Linked DNA regions of Hordeum vulgare: region 2 is linked to region 1. Evidence: chromatin contacts called from public Hi-C data. All regions are on one chromosome and are shown on one strand. Each heading gives the region's core, a stretch centred on a gene start, on an enhancer-like site or on the middle of the called end of the contact. The rest is flanking DNA. Distances are from core to core; before and after follow the strand shown.

Region 1 (2,947 bases), core at 428-2,927:
GGAAGAGGATAGCCACTGAACTTTGGTGGCTTAGTGATCCTATCACCGACTATCTTGAGCTCGGTAACGGCATCCCCCTCGCATGTTACGGTGACCACCGAAGTGGGCTGAGTGTAGCAGGGGTTACCACTTGGGTTATTCCAGACGTCCAGCTGCCTAGGGTACTCCAGCTGCTTCCTGAGCTGCTGCAGCAGCTCACTTTCTGAGGACTGCTCACTTGTTCGGGATAACATCAAACAGGTTATGGCCATCACAAGGGCACTTAACTGCCAAGCCATTGGAGCCAAAGCTTTGTGCCCAAGACTGTATCTTACTTCAACTGTCTGCCTGTGTATCTTGGCAAGTTGTGCGCTTTCCAATTTCTCAGCCAGGAGTTTCAGAGTTTCAGCCAGGACTTTGGTACTGAAAGGCAGGATGGAGAATCGCAGCAGCAAAATTGCTCGTTGAAAGGCAGGATGGAGAATTGCAGCAGCAAAATTGCTCGTTGAAAGAACTTTGCTTTTATTGATCTCACAGTACAGCTTCCTGCGCGAAAATTAACAATTTTCAGTAAGTTGGTGAGGATGAAATAATGAAGGCCAAAAGCAAATGTGTCTTATCCTAAGAGAAGGATAGCAAATCTGTCACAGAAGCTGATTGGCATGATATCGCTCACCGTGAAAACACCTCAAACTATTTTGGCGGCGGGACGCAGCAAATCTCAAACAAAGTGTAGTCCAGTTTGAATTTGAACAAGAAAAGCAGGGTGGATAATTTTTACTCGTTAGCAGTAAAAATATATTTGAAGGTGCAGGCCTTTAAAACTGTTTGGACCCGACAAAGAAAATGACATGCTGTGACAACTACAGGGGGGAGCATTGATTTTCAATAATTGCACAGCAGCAACTACAGTAAATTGAACATATCCTACTTCAAATGCAGATATCTCAAACTCTTTGGTTAATTTTTGGAGGAATGTTAAGACTCCCCTTGCAAGCAAAAACCAGAAGGGGGGAAAATGACGAACACGTAAGATACTGTACGAATCTGAGCTTGCAAGCAAAAACTTGAAGAAGAAGAAACAGGCAACGAAGGAAGCAAACTTGAAGGCAAAACAAATTTGCGGTAGGGAAAGGAAAATTGTAATAATCTCGTTGTGTGCATCTTTCAGCTTTGGATGTTCTCTTCCACAGTATTATTTACACACACAATTTTTTTTCTTCAAAATGGAAGCATTACAGGGGGAAATGGAAAATGCATAGACTTCACTCAAATCACACACAGAAACATGGCAGAATCACACACACACACACACACACAAACAGAAACAGGAGTAACAAGAACGGAAGCACCGCAGAGAACCTCTGACCTGAATGCCGGCCGCCGGGGGTTCCCAAGAACCACCGCCGCAGAAGCTTCCCCTCCTCCTTGCTCACACCCAAGGTCAGGAGCGGGCAAGAATGGAGGGAGGGAGAGGCGGGGCAGGTGAGACGCGCGGCTGCCCGCGGCGCGAGAGACGATGGCTGCTGCTGCTGCTGCTTGCTTGCCTCAGGGAGAGAAACGCAGGTGGCGAGAGCGCCCCAATGCGCAGCACATGGGGATCTCTCACCCGCCTCCCCCAGCAAGCGAGTCGAGAGCCGGCGACGGGCCTCCACCTGCAAGCGATTAATGGCCCGTCGGCGGGGTGACAGACGCTCGCACAGCCGAGCCAACGCTACTCCTGCCCAGCTGCTGCCTACCGCTACACCTCACCTCACCAAGGGGAGAGATGAATCGAGCAGCAGCCATCCTCCATTGTTACTGGTTTTACTTACTCGGGAGACGGGGCCGAGCGAGCAATGAAAGCACGAGCCGGAGGCGGAGTGGTTGGGGCAGCAGAGTAACCCGCTTTTAATGTCTTTTTTGACTGCCGACTGCGCCTCTGGGAGCGGTGGCTGCGGGTGCGGGGGGAGTGAAGGCAGGCAGCCGTCTCGTCTGGGATCGTCTGCGCTCTGCCGAAGCAGTGGAATTTTGCCGTAAGTCTTGGCAGATGGGTTGATCTGTGTGTGTGATCTGATCGTTGCCTATGGTCCACGGTTTTGGTTGGACGCTACCAAGGAGTTTGTCCTTGTATTTTTCACGCTAGTAGTAGATGCATAAAAGAAGGGTGTCCATTCTTGGTTCAAATGAAAATCTGTGTTGTTCTATGCACACCATCCTTCGACCAACCAAGAGGCTTTGTGGAATTGGAAAGCCAACATTAGCATTTAGAGCGCCCAGACTCATGCCACCCCTCCCCCCTTAACCCTAGAAGTAGTCATCGTCGCCGTCGCCGCCTCTAATCTCCTCGTTGTCGTCGGAGCGCGCCGCTGGGCAAAGCCTAGACGGGGGATGATGCCTCTCGGCTGCTGGCGACGTCGGTGGCCATTGGGTCCTCTCTCGAGCATGGGGGTTGCGGGGATGTGCGCATGGCATGGAGCCCTTGGCAGGGTGTTGCGCGAGGAGTCGGATGGGGCGGGGCGGGCACGGGTGTTGTTGTTCGGTGACGGGAGTTGCCGGCTGCCTGACCGCCCCCGTCGGGATCTGGGTTGTCTAGATATGATGGGGCGGCGCCCGCCTCCCGCCGGTGCGATGCCTGGTAGTGGGCTAGGGTCGTGGATTGGTCGACGGTGTAGGAGTTTAACATGGTCATCCGTCCGTGATCAGTTGCTCCTTGCACGAGGTCAGGCCAAGGCAGGAGCTTGCTGGTCGATTGGGGGGGGGGATCTACACGTTATGGCGTCAGTGAAGGATCGTGACGGTGGTGGTTGGGATAGCGATGGCCGGGCGTTGGATCGGTGTTAAAGCTCGCGAATGTGGCATCATGTGAGTTGATGACTCTATGACGGTCGTCGGCAACCACATGATCATATCTCCCCTCGGTCCACCAAGAAGGGAGAGGATCGCAGGCTTAGGCACCCCTACGGTGGTGGCGTCGACCCAGGCTCTA
Region 2 (2,753 bases), core at 44-2,543, 460 kb after region 1:
GTGTATATGAAATATGTTCATCATATATTTACACATATATTCACCACATATTCAAAAAATGGTCATCGCTTATTCAGAAAAATATCCATGCAATATCGAAACTTGTGCATGACATATTTAAATTTTTTGTCACATACTTAAAAAATGTGTGTCACATATTTGAAACTATACATATATTAAAATTTTAATATATCATTTTCAGAAAATTATCTATTTGAAATGTTATATTTAAAAAACTTAAAATATGAAAGTGATAAGGGGGGAGAAACATATAGGGAAAAGAAAAGAACAGGAAAAGAAAGAAAAAGAAAATGAAAATGAAGAAAAAGAAAAAGGCTGGCGTGTGCACAATGGAACATAATGGGCTTGAACATGGCACGTGTGCGTGCGCTGCTAGGGTGGCGTGGCTAACATGTGATAGTACTGTTTATAAATGGAGAATAGGGTGGTGTGTAAAAAGCGATCAGGTGAATACGTGAGAGTGACACCGGGCTACACCTGATCTCAATAAAGACCTGCGCCAGATTACGAGCTACATGGAGCTCGTCCAAAGAGCATTTTCGTCTCTTATAGATTCCTCCAATCTAAATTCCTCCAATCTTTTCTCTTACATCCAATGTAAAGCAAAAATTTAGTACTTATTATAGGACTAGCCAACCCAATAGGACATATGCTTGAACTTTGGAATGGACTATGATCGACCATCTGCTCTGCTCTCTTGGGTTAGCCCAATAGCTCAAAACAAAAAGGTAAAGAAAAGATAAATCCAAGAACCCTGCTTCGGCCATGTTGTCCTCGTCATCGTTGTCACGACTTTCAGTGTTGCTAATCTACCGGTTCTTTGTTTCTTTCTTACCTTTTTTCCTTCTGATTTTTTTATTTCAAAATTCACGATTTTTTTTAAAAAAATCCATGAACATTCTTAAAACAATTTATGATTTTATGAATAAATTCATGGGTATTTTTAAATTTCAAGAACACTTTTCAAATTATGACCAGGGAAAAAGATCCAATGACGTTTTAAAAACAATTCATGAACTCTTTTTAATATTTATTTACATTTTTTTCAAAAGAGAATATTATCTAAAATTCATAAATACAATATAAACTTCTTAAATATTTTCTTGGAATGGGGAATGGGCCCAGCCCACATAAGAGAGCAGGGCGAGGAATAGACGCGCCCGAACCACGCACGATTGAACTTTGAAAGCCGTCGACCATCTGCTTGCCCTCTGCGCAGCCCAGTAGCTAAAAAAAAAAAAGCTAAACCCTAGCACCTCGGTTCCTTCTGAGATGCCGTCGACGTCGCCGTCGCCGTCGGGGCCGCCGGTGCTGCCAATCTCGGAGCACGAGGACGAAATCGTGGCTGCCGTGGAGGCGAACCCGGTGATCGTGGTCATCGGCGAGACCGGCTCCGGCAAGAGCACCCAGCTCTCCCAGATCCTCCACCGTCGAGGCTACACCCGCCGCGGTGCTATTGCGGTCACCCAGCCCCGCCGTGTCGCGGCCGTATCAGTCTCCAGGTGCTCCCCTCTCTCCCAAGCGTGCGTGCGCAGTTAAATTTGCTAGAGTGTGGGCTAGTCGCGTGGGATGCAGGCGCCAGGGAGGCAGGGAGCATGTGGTCCTACTTCCTGATGTATCATGCTACCATTTTTGTCTTCCCTGTGAGCTGCGAGGGCGCAGTTAGGTCAATTGGCTGGATTGGGAGGAGGATGCAATCGGATCGATTGTGTATCAAGAAATAGATACCAAACTCTGATATTATGTTACAAATTACAGTGTACGAACATAATGTTCGATTGGAGTATCATTTTGTTGCACAGAAAATACATTAAGAGCATAAACACCTAGAACTAGAAGGAACTGCCCTGTATGGTACCTGAAATGCAGAGAGTAACTTCAGTAATTTTCAGGAGGGTGGCACAAGAGCTCGGTGTCTCAATTGGGGAAGAAGTTGGCTATGCTATTCGGTTTGAAGACCGAACTTCAGAAAAGACTAAGATCAAGTAAGCTTTAGAAAGCTTGAATACTCTTGTAACTTAAGTATGTCCTGAGTTCTTGGATTGAATATTTTGAATCAATTTGCAGGTACCTAACAGATGGTGTTCTTCTGCGGGAAAGCCTTTCAAACCCCGAGTTGAAGCAATACTCAGTAATTATCTTGGACGAAGCTCATGAACGTAGCTTGAACACGTATGACTATCTTTATGTTAAACCGATTTATAAGAATCTTTATCGTAATTTAGAGTTTTTTAAATCAAGTTTTGACATATACTTCTGTAGCATGTTCCTAAACCCAAATCATATAATTGTAGCATTTTTTATGTATTACTATAGAGGCATCATTACTATAATATAACCTCTCAAGTTAAAAAGGGTAAGCTTATAACCAAAAATAGGCCATGAAGTCATTACCCTATTAAATATAGTCGATAATCTTTGTTGACAGCATAGTTTTATGCAAGATTCATTATTTGACTGTTGTACTTTTCTGCGACCATCCAAATTTTTAAGTGATAGCCACCACTACCTAGCACAACTTATTTTTTATTGAAGTACAGTTTGCCAAGCGCTAGCACAAATGCATTAATATAATAGAATAAGAACTTTGGAGCTATCAAACTAGTAGGATGATCAAATACTGTTATTTCGGTATCTCATATGTAACTCAATCTTCACCTATACTAGCAGTTTGGGTTTTCTGTCCAATTTTATTTATATAATAAATCTGAGTTGTGAATTTGGGTTAAAAC

What was found. A called contact is a pair of places that touch in the nucleus more often than the background predicts.
Region 2: a contact with region 1 is called in a Hi-C map of leaf, with 8 times the contacts expected there. The contact joins the promoter of LOC123447760 here to the promoter of LOC123447759 in region 1. A contact is called at or near these places in 4 of 6 Hi-C or Micro-C datasets (leaf and seedling) and 1 of 1 datasets of contacts at active chromatin or transcription factors (embryo).

What each region holds. Positions count from the first base shown.
Region 1 is chr4H:36,788,170-36,791,116 of MorexV3_pseudomolecules_assembly, forward strand. LOC123447759 (probable inactive leucine-rich repeat receptor-like protein kinase At3g03770) reads right to left here and starts at 1,678. Exons shown (of 8, transcript XM_045124411.1): 1 at 1,349-1,678; 2 at 1-525. The coding sequence starts at 278.
Region 2 is chr4H:37,244,234-37,246,986 of MorexV3_pseudomolecules_assembly, forward strand. It overlaps LOC123447760 (probable pre-mRNA-splicing factor ATP-dependent RNA helicase DEAH4), which reads left to right and starts at 1,294. Exons shown (of 16, transcript XM_045124413.1): 1 at 1,294-1,523; 2 at 1,914-2,006; 3 at 2,089-2,193. The coding sequence starts at 1,294.